3 separate regions of the Sus scrofa genome follow, and regions 1 and 2 are each linked to region 3. The links are chromatin contacts, called in public Hi-C and HiChIP or PLAC-seq maps. All regions are on one chromosome and are shown on one strand. The core of a region is the stretch at or near the end of the contact, and the rest is flanking DNA. Distances in the headings are between cores, read along the strand shown.

Region 1 (3,458 bases), core at 388-2,887, 120 kb after region 3:
TTGGATCCTGTGTTGCTGTGGCTGTGATGTAGGCTGGCAACTGTTGCTGTGATTCGACCCCTAGCCTGGGAACCTCCATATGCTGTGAGTGTGGCCCTAAAAAGCAAAACAAAACAACCTCCCTTCCAGCTTCAAGACAATGACAATGTTAGATGATGACTGTGGAAATGCATGGAAGGGGCCCATCCCGTATCATTTAAGGTGGAGAGCCCGAGCAGTGTATGCAACGCTACAGTGGGACGCCAGGCAAGTTCCAGGTACAGGTAAAGGCGGTGGACTAGTGTTCTACTTCTGTTTGACAGATTACTGCAAATTGAGCAGTTTAAAATAACACACTTACTATCTCCCAGCCTCTGTGGGTCAGGAGTCCAGGCACAGCTTAGATCAGTCCTCTGTTCAAGGTCTCACAAGGTTGTAAGCAAGGTGTCAACCAAGCGCATTCTCAGCTGAATGCTTGAATGGCGAAGAGTCTGCTTCTGAGCTCATCCAGGTTGTTGGAGGACTTGACTTCCTTGGGATTGGATAACTGAGTCCTGAGCTTTTGCTGGTTGTCACAGGGGAGCCACCTTCAGGCCCAGAGGCCGCTCATAGTTCCTTGATGTGTGAGCTTCCTCAACATGGCTGCTCGCTGTATCTAGCCCACCAGGAGAACCTACTAGGTCTGCATGTCTATGTAAAATGACATCATCTAGGGGTGAAATCCCATCACCCTTGCCCTATTCTGCTGCTTAGAAGCAAGTCTCAGGTTCCACCTGCACTCAAGGGGAGGGAAACCCAAATCCCCTACATGGACACCTGGAGGCAGGAATTATTGGGGGTCACACCAGGGTCTGTCATCAACAAGGGGTCATATGACCTGCTGAGAATTTAAAAGTAATAAATGGCATATGGAAGTTCCCAGGCAGCCACAGCAACAACTGATGTGGGCCGGATTTGCGACCTACACTGCAGTTCAGGGCAAGGCCGGCTCGTTAACCCACTGAGAGGGGCCAGGGATTGAACCCGCATCCTCATGGATACTAGTCAGGTTTGTTATCGCTGAGTCACAATGGGCACGCTCTAGTATCCTTATTTTATGGATAATATCGTGTAGGGGCCCAGGAGGATTATGATCTGCTCAAGATTATCCACCTAGAGTGGTGGGAGCTAGAATTTGAGTCTGGATAGTGTGGTTCCCATGATTGAATTTTAGACACCAGTAAGATAAAACAAAGCAAAACCAATTTCCCCAACAACCTTGCAGGCCGAGGAAGCCCTTCAAAAAGGACAGGCAGGCTTCCTTCTTTCTATTCCTGACCTGCCCCTGCTGGATCCTCGGCTGAGGGACAGCCGGTTTCCCAAAGACCTGCCAGAGAGGGTGCTCTCTCGGCATCCCCTCTCCGCCTTCTCAGCACCCTCGCCGCGCCTCTGCCCTCGTCTGCCAAGCCCAGGTCTCTCCCGGCCCTTCCCAGCTTCCGGCCTTTTGCTCCAGGCCAGGTCGCAGGGTCAGGCAGTGCCAGGAGCTCACAAGCCCTCTATTTACTGTTTGGTTTCCATGGTGACACGTAGGCGCCGTCAGCGCCTCGCGTCATCTGCCCCGCAGCGCGGCCCCCGCCCGGCGCCGTGACGTCTGTCCGTCGCTTCCGCTCTGCCCATATTTGGCGCAACAGCCGCGTCGCGGGTAGGGAGGAGTCTGAGAGCCGGACTCCGGCCTCGCCCCGCCCCTGTCCCCGGCCACGCCCCCGTGGGGGGGCTTCGGCCCCTGTGTTCCACGCCACCCGCTACCTTTTCCTGGGACCTGAACGGAGGCGAGGGGCGGTGGCGATGGGGACCCCGAGGGAGGGCGTGGATGACTGATAGATGAGCGCAGGGGTCCCAAACATATCTTGTCTTGTTAAGGCTGCAGCCAAGATTTGGGCTGTCTCGTCTGCTTTGGGTGGGTGAGCTGGGATCACGATTTTCTCACTCTGTGCCCGGAAATCATGGAAACAGCCATCCCTCGCCTCACTCCATATTACATTTTATAGGCTTGATTTTAAAATTCTCCCATGGCCCAGTGGAAAGCTTTGAAGACTGAGGTTTTGGGATGACTGCTGTGCCTTGGGGGATAAGTGACCTTGGGAAGGTCACTTCCAGGTACCTAGCCTGGTAAAATGAACTGTGGGGGTGGGGCCCAGTGTCATCAAGCTTGAAAGGGGAGATCATCCGTCACTTTTTAATTGATGGGGGGCATGACATAGTGAAATATCAGTGAGGTTCTTTGAAGACCCTTACACTTCGGACCCCTCAATTCGGAACCCCATAGTAATTGGATTTATGAGTCTCTCTGTGCCTTGCTCATACTAGGCACTTGATTAACTGTAGTTAGCTGGTAATTGAATGAATCAGGCAAATTACCTTCGGATTTCACCTTCATAAATCCAGACCCCCGCAATTCCTCTTACAGGCGGAAGAAGGAATATTGCCGCGATGATTAATAATCGCGCAGCAGGGTTGCTGATGTATAGCGATTTGCAGATGTAAAGGGCAATAAACATTCCTGGGAGGAATGTAGTGAGATTCCAGAAGTCTCGGAGGGAGCCGTGGGTGTGTGCCGTCTGGCCTTGAGGGCGGGGGTGGGGCGGGCAGTGCCGCAGTGGCCACTGCTGGGGGAGCCGACTGCGGGTGTGGGATTAACTCTTCAAGATGCTTGGTTGCAAATCCCACGCCCCCCCCCCCAGCTCCGCCCCCGCTCTAACCCCTGCCCATTCCTCAGTTCTTCTGGCCCAAGGAGTGTGCGCTTTTCATAATTTCAGAGCTAGAACGCACATCAGATAATATTCCTTTAATTCAGCCTTTGAATTTTACAAATGGGGGAACTGAGACAGAGAAATTGGTTCAGCCCTACAAACTTGCACAGCTAGTTAGAGAGATAAATGTCAAGATTTCGGGCATTTCAAACTAGTGTTTCTTCCACCTCACCTCTAACCCCCTCTGTTCTTGTGGCTTCAGGACCCTGTTGCCTGGCTCAGATAGTGGAATGTACAGTAAGGCTAAATACTGACTTCAGGACTCCTAAAGGGTGCCAGTAGCAGCCTACTGCCCCATATAGCCCTCAGCATAACCCTAGGGCCTGGGGGTGATGGTCAGGAGGTGTGTAGTCCCCCCAAACCACACGCATTCCCCCTCCCAGTGGCTGGAATGGCTCCCCTCGTCCAGAGAACCTGAGTTGGCTGTCCTGCAACCAGTCTTAGACAAGCACTTGGTCATTTTTCAAAGTTACGAAAGCCTCCCATTAAGTTTTTCTCAGTCAAGACGATAGCAGAAGGCATCTGTAGCCTGATGGAAACCCCTTTTCTGCTCCTTGGAAGCTCAGACCGAGAAGACTGATGCCCACGGATCGGCCCGGGCCATCCCAGCCACCCGGTAGATTTGAAGAGTCTGGGACCCTTCGCCTTTCTCGCTTGATTGCACTTGGGGCTCTAGCAGCAGAAGTGGCA
Region 2 (3,493 bases), core at 667-3,166, 72 kb after region 3:
GACGTTTTAAGGAATTTAGGAGAGACATGAGGCTTAAAGAGGCTATGTTTACTGATCAGATTCTTTTTTTCCCTCTCTCTTTCTCTCTTCTCAATATTTAGCTAAAAATAGGAATTAATTCAAAAACTAGTTTTTAATTAGTTTAGATTATTTCTCCTATATGTATGGTTTTATTTTGTTTTGTTTTAGAAGATGATACTGTGCAGAGCCTGGGCCGCATGGGAGCTCTAGGATTTATTGGGTTACGTTAAAAGGAAAGGGATCTAATAAATCATTGATACCTCCTTGTGAAATAGTTTCATATGTTATCACTCTCTGAAATATTTACATAAAACAGAACTCCAAGAACAGAAACACCGCCCCCAACCTTAGAAATGAACGTGTACTAGTAGAATTTCAGAAGTAATTAGAACGATGACTCTTTTTTCAAAAGAAAAAAAAGCAAAAAGCAAACACACAGCCCAACCTCATTCTGTCTTATCTGCACTATCCATGTATTATCTCTGGTCTCTGGTTCCTGGGGTCAGCTTCCTCCCTCGGAGTTTATGTCTGGTACCCAATGATCAAGATAACAAACCTGTAACTATTTTTTGTTTGTTTGTTGGCTTGTTTTTTGTTTTGTTTTGTTTTTGAAAAAAAAAATTTTTTTTTTTGCTCTGCCTCCTCTCTGTCAGAAAAAGAAAACAAATCCCCCAACTGACTCAGCTGAACAGCATTTCCGCCTGCTACACCTGTGAGTAGCGATCAAAGTTTTGGACAAGGTCAAGGCCCTGAGGCTGTCAGAATAGCCAGCCAAATCCACCCAGCTTCATCCCTCTTCTTGATTTCTTTTTTTTTTTTTTTGCCATTTCTAGGGCCGCTTCCACGGCATATGAAGATTCCCAGGCTAGGTGTCTAATCGGAGCTGTAGCCACCGGCCTATGCCACAGCCACAGCAACATGGGATCCGAGCCGTGTCTGCGACCTACACCACAGCTCATGGCAACACCGGATTCTTAACCCACTGAGCAAGGCCAAGGATCGAACCCGAAACCTCATGGTTCCTAGTCGGATTCGTTAACCACTGTACCACGATGGGAACTCCCTTCTTCTTTTATTTCTTGGCACAAGCTTTTAATAATCCAGATTGTGTGTGATTGCTTGGACTTAAATAAACACAGTAGGATTTTGTTTTTGTTTGTTTGCTCTGAGGAAGGAGGTTGGAGTGTTGGGCATTCGGAGGAACCTTGATCCCATATAGGCCAAGAGAGGAGAGAAGCGATGTGGAAGGAAGTGAAGAGGAACAGTGGGGTAAAAAGGGGACTGATGTGGGAACTGACTTCCTCCCGAAAACTTGGAACAGGAGTTTTCGTCATGGCAGTGGAAACGAATCCGACTAGGAACCATAAGGTTGCAGGTTTGGTTCCTGGCCTCACTCAGTGGGTTATAAGGATCCAGTGTTGCCGTGAGCTGTGATGTACATTGCAGATGCGCTCGGATCCTGTGCTGCTGTGGCTGTGGTGTAGGCTGGCAGCTGTAGCTCTGATCTGACCCCTGGCCTGGGAACCTCCATATGCCACGGGTGAGACCCTAAAAAGCAAAAAAAAAAAAAAAAAAGAAAAAAGAAAAAGAAAAAGAAAAGCCTGGAACATCCTTCTCAAAGCCCAGTACAGCCAAGCTCCTTGCACTAGCTCTCGGCTCTTCCCTTGAAATGTTCTCCTCAGAGCAAGCCTCCACGTGGTGCACACCTACAGCCCATGCACAACAACACACACACACACACACACACACACACACACACACACACACACCCCTCTCTGTGTTGTGACAGATTGGGCCTGAAGAAGCTGGCAGTCTGCACGGCCGATGGCAGTGTGGAACTGCTTCTCACTGTCTCCCTGGAGTCCCAGTGCAGACGCAGGTGCGCGTCAGTGCCTGCTCTAATTTTATCCCTGGTTGATGGAGGAGACTAACTGAGCAGCAGGGAGGCTGCTATTTTGGGTCTCTCTGTGGCTCTGGGTTATATAAAGCCTATTGCTCTGACCTGCATTGCTTTGTGGCTGTGCCTCACTCTTGCGCGTTCTGTCACAATATGTCATCAGTTTAGACATTCACACACACACCCCCGAGAGCTCCTGGGGAATGAGAAGGGAGGTCTGTGCTGGAGGAGTGTGTGTGTGTGTATGTGTGTGTGGTGTGCGCGTGTTCCTGCCAGCTCACTGGGACAGGAGGTCTGCTTATACTCCTGGGAGCGGGGATTGTACGTGAAGGAGGTTTGTTTTTGAAGGAAATGGAAAGATCTTTCTGATGGAGGAACGTGAGTGTGTGTGTTTGGGCTTTAGGACAGAGCGTGTTTGTGAGATGTTGTTTTGGGTCTGCTGTTGGCATGGCAATAAGAATAACATCTATTTCGGTAACTCTTTTCATTTTGAAGGAACCCAAGAGTTTCATAAATTATACACAAACGGCTCTGCCTCTGAACAGCAGGAATTTTTTCATCTGGAATTAGGAGCAAGCAGCCAGATGAACAAACGTGAAAGACTGAGTTTAGGGATGGCAGAAGATGGCACTTTCCATACCATTGGGTACCAATCTTACTGGGAAAATTTTCATTATCAATCCAAAAACCTCTATAGTGCCAGTCTTGGGGCTACTATGTAAAGATAGTTTCCTGCTAGTTGAGTCCTGCATGGTATCTAATTTATCTTTGTTTCTCCCTGTATTGAATCTTAATAAATATTTTGAAATATGTCAGTGTTGATGGACAAACATACATCAGAGTCTTAATATGACACAGATCGTTAGTCTATGGATTTGGAAGAACCCGTTATCCCAAAATATAAATTATCCACCGAGAACAAACCTAACAGAGCCTGATGAGCTCGCCAAGCAGGTGTTTATCCTGCCCCCCAACAGAAGCAGGGGACAGGTGACGTCCTGTGCTTGGTGAGCTGTGTCCCCCGCGTATAATCTCTGGGTATATTCTGACCGACATGACAGGACCCATAAGGCATCCACTCCCTCAGGGAGGGAAGATTTGGCACAGACACGGCTTGGCTCTTGGAGGACGCCAGAATGTGTGGCCTCGGGCTGGCGCTTCTGTTTCTGATTTGGGTTTCCCCGTCACCAGCGTGCAGCCACAGCAGGTGGGGCTCCCGTTTCTAGTCATGTGACTGAGGTGCTATTTCTTGGTTGCTCTTTGAAAGACCTTGGCGACCCTTCTCTTCCACTGGTCAAAGCCCTTCTGAGGGATTTTAGAAAGAAGGACTAGGGAGTTGTCCATGAAGAAAACTGGAAGAATCTGGAAGCCTGCTACCTAGGGCTGAAGGGAACGGAGTCCTCAGAGCCTTCCCAAGAAGGGAGCTGCTAAGGGAAGCAGGAAGGAGAACCTGACCAGAATCAAAGACAGGGCTTGCAGGGGCCGGATGGGGAAATGAAGCTAGGAATGGGGAAGGTTTAGATGAATCACTGTGTGTCTAGGTTAGTAATAATTGACTCGGACAGAATCTCACCA
Region 3 (3,431 bases), core at 709-3,208:
GCTAGGGATTCCCCTCCTGGGTTAAGTAAAAGGTCAGGAAAAATAAAGGACTTTTCCCAGTGTTAACAAAGTCCAAGGATGATGGCAATTCCAGGAGGTATAGGTTCTAAAATGCTATCTGACAGCCCACATCATTCTATATGTAAACTCACCATAATACCATCTATTTTAGAGAAGAACAAACTATGTCTAATATAAACCAAGTGTCCTGTTATTTAATATATAACACCTACTGATGGCCATCATATTAGAGGGGAAAAGTCACAAAAGGCAAAATTCCACATAAAAGCAACTCAATGAATGCTTGCCTAGAGAATTGTCTGAGGTGGATGATACAGCAGCAGTACTCAAAAACTGAAAATCATTTCACCTACTCTTCTACCTCATAATAATATAACATTTTTCTTAGTGTTTTAGACCTTACAACAGCACTTTAACATATTATATTGTTTAAATATAATCAGGATTCTCCTGAATCATAAACACTTAAAAGGATTTTTCGATTTACTCCTAAATTCATCAGACAAAGAGGCTCTTGCTTTAACTCTTTTAACTAAACTATCCTGAAGCCAGAAACAAGCAAGAGTCTCCACTAGGAACTGTCTTCCACTCACAGCTCCATCAATTGCTCCTGTTTCCTGCCTACAAATAACTCAGTCTAGTTTTGTTCAACTGAACCCATGAACTAGGAAAAAGAGGCAAGACCTGGAGAGCTGCAATTATTGCAGTACTACTTCCTGTTGAAGAAGCAGCCAGTGGCTTCCAGTCTTCTTCCATTTTAGGATATTTCCCTTCTAAGTTCTGACCAAAGATAGAACAATTTCTCCCGCTCCATCATTTCTAGAGAATTTGCTTAAATCACTTAAAGCAACTTTCCTTTGTTTATTCAGTTTACCTTCTTCAAAAGCCATTTGTATTTCCTACACCCCATCTTTTCTTCATGCCTTCGGGTACTGTTGTAGAAAGACTCTGATCTGGGTAAAAACATGCTAATCTTTCTATAAAGATCAATCCTCCAATCTTAAATAGTTCTTGTGGTTTTTCAAAGGTGCTCTTCATTTGAAGAGCCTTTTTTGTGCTGCCTCCAGAGTCTCTCATGAAAGGGATAGGAAGGGCTCAGTCCCCCTTCCCCTTATTCTATGCACACTTCCACCTTCCTACCACCCAAATAAAGGTCTGTTTTTGTTCTCTACGATACTTCTGGTTAGCAAAAATCCTAATCTCGGAGTTCCTGCTGTGGCGCAGTGGAAGCAAATCTGACTAGGAACCATGAGGTGGGTTCGATCCCTGGCCTCACTTGGTGGGCTAGGGATCTAGCGTTGCCATGAGCTGTGGTGTAGGTCACAGATGTGGCTCAGATCTGGCGTTGCTGTGGCTGTGGGGTAGGCTGGCAGCTGTATCTCAGATTCAATCCTTAGCATGGGAACGTCCATTCGCCGAGGGTAAAAAAGCAAAACAAAAACAAAGCAAAACAAAACACACCTAATCTCTTGCAGTTTTTCTTCCATCTTGCTCTCTTTCTGAAAAATTTGAAATTGAAATTATTTTAACTAAAAGCTACTTTTGACTACTACATTTCTCAAAGACAGCACAGTTGTTCAAGTCTAAATAGCAATGAATCCATGCCCTAGTTTTATACATAGCTGTCACTCTGGGAATAAAAGCCATAGGGATTAAAACCAAATCACTTCTCTTAACCTTGAACATTAACATATAAATGAATTCCGGCTTTAAAAAATTACAACTATATATCTGGTTTCTGTCTCAAGAGCACTAATAGCATATACTTAAGTGTTTCATCATACCAACATTTCTATGGGACAGTTGGTCCAGTCACTTGGCTGACAGCACAGCCAGAATTATTGTTCAAGGCTGTTAACATAACTTTTTATATCAAGCTGGTTGTCACATGACTGCTGAGAAAACCACAGCCTTCTGGGCAAAGCACAGCCTGCTGGCCTGACTAGGTCACAGAAACCTCACAGACCAGCATGCTGCTGCCTCTACTGGCTGTTACAGCAGGACATACCTCTTCGTAATTTTTTGCCTCCACTCCATGCTTCATGTCTAGGATCACGAGTTGGTCAGGTATCCGCCCTGTTCCTGAGAAAGAAATCAAAGGATTCATTGTGCGGAATATTTAAAATTCCGGGAAATCACCCACCCACCCTCTCTCTCCCTCCCTAACCCCTACCCTCTCAATAGAGGGAAATAGCCTCAACTCCTCCCCCTACTCAGCTGCAGAAAATTCCTGGCTCTGGCTAAAAATCACAAGCATTCCAGACAAAGCCTCTATCTGTGAGGGGGGCCAGAAAGCAACGAGAACACGCTGCTGGCAAACATCTCTGAGGGAGCAGCACACAAGATATGTAGTTGGCACCACAGAGGAATAGAACCAGAGAAGAGAAAACACACTGGCTTATTGGATTAGGAAATAAAACTCCAAAGTCAAAACATCATACAACTGACTGGCATACAAACCCGGAGGTAGTGGGCACCAGCTTAGGCCGAAAAGTACATTTCCACATCTAAAAAGGCTGACCCATGAAATTCTGAGAGAAGGATTACTGCATACACGCTAAGCCTGAATTTACTTAATACAAATACAAGTACTGAAAAGACCACAGCATTTATCTAATATTTTATAGGACTAAAGTATTTTGGTCAATGTAAGGCCATTTCAATAAGTAAACAAAATGTTATAGAACTAGTCCCACAAAACCCTTACAAGAGAAGAGCCCAAGAAGAAACTTGACAAAAAGAGTACAGTTCTTGGAGATACTTCTTAAAAGAGGAATGTTAATTTGGGATAGTAGGATCAACAGAGCAATGTTCATATTAGAAAAGGCAATCTGCCTTTTTTGGGGGGGTGGATCTTTTTAGGGGCACACCCATGGCATATGGAAGTTCCCAGGCTGGGGCTGAATCAGGGCTGCTGCTGGCCTATGCCACAGTCACAGCAACGCCAAATACGAGATGGGTCTGCATCCTACACCACAGCTCACACTAACACCAGATACTTAACCCATTGAGCAAGGCCAGGGATTGAACCTGCATCCTCATGGATACTAGTTGGGTGCGTTACCACTGAGCCACCACAGGAACTCTAGGAAAAAGTAATCTGATTCAGCTTGATCAGAAAGAATTCTAATCTTAAATCATCAAGTGGGAGTAAAGGGACTGGAGTGGTTCAAAAGAGCCCCAGAAAATTGCTCAGTCCCAATTCCCTGGAATTTACCCGATTACTTATAAATTTCAAAACTGCCTGCATGAAATTAGGAGTTTTGGAAACGGTGCCACTTAAGCACTTGGGTTCCTAAGACCATAAGCCAGAGAATGCACTGAACACTGAGAGACACTGGAGATTTTCTGAGATGGACTGAAGCCAAATCAATAACTACTCATTTAGAGCTCACTAGGAACTAGAACTG

What was found. Hi-C and Micro-C count contacts between places; a contact is called where the count stands out from the background. HiChIP or PLAC-seq counts read pairs in DNA pulled down with a chosen protein or histone mark.
Region 1: a Hi-C map of embryonic fibroblasts shows a contact between it and region 3, with 7 times the contacts expected there. The contact joins two enhancer-like sites. A contact is called at or near these places in 3 of 5 promoter capture datasets (fetal liver, fetal skeletal muscle and liver), 38 of 47 Hi-C or Micro-C datasets (adipocytes, adipose tissue, alveolar macrophages and 19 more) and 2 of 2 datasets of contacts at active chromatin or transcription factors (alveolar macrophages and skeletal muscle).
Region 2: a contact with region 3 is called in an H3K27ac HiChIP or PLAC-seq map of skeletal muscle. The contact joins two enhancer-like sites. A contact is called at or near these places in 11 of 47 Hi-C or Micro-C datasets (alveolar macrophages, blood, epiblast stem cells and 8 more) and 2 of 2 datasets of contacts at active chromatin or transcription factors (alveolar macrophages and skeletal muscle).

What each region holds. Positions count from the first base shown.
Region 1 is chr7:98,460,779-98,464,236 of Sscrofa11.1, forward strand. No RefSeq gene overlaps it. Among named protein-coding and RNA genes, the nearest start is that of FOS, 13 kb to the left of the region's middle. Within about 2 kb of position 1,638, at least 79 of the 83 cell types and tissues checked have an H3K27ac peak or open chromatin away from gene starts, as enhancers often do. A contact at or near this core is called in adipose tissue, alveolar macrophages, brain and 10 more, where this site is marked.
Region 2 is chr7:98,411,690-98,415,182 of Sscrofa11.1, forward strand. No RefSeq gene overlaps it. Among named protein-coding and RNA genes, the nearest start is that of FOS, 36 kb to the right of the region's middle. Within about 2 kb of position 1,917, at least 33 of the 83 cell types and tissues checked have an H3K27ac peak or open chromatin away from gene starts, as enhancers often do. A contact at or near this core is called in fetal skeletal muscle, retroperitoneal adipose tissue and skeletal muscle, where this site is marked.
Region 3 is chr7:98,339,738-98,343,168 of Sscrofa11.1, forward strand. TMED10 (transmembrane emp24 domain-containing protein 10) reads right to left here. Exons shown (of 5, transcript XM_001926711.5): 3 at 2,030-2,103. Among named protein-coding and RNA genes, the nearest start is that of NEK9, 19 kb to the left of the region's middle. Within about 2 kb of position 1,959, at least 46 of the 83 cell types and tissues checked have an H3K27ac peak or open chromatin away from gene starts, as enhancers often do. A contact at or near this core is called in adipose tissue, alveolar macrophages, brain and 10 more, where this site is marked.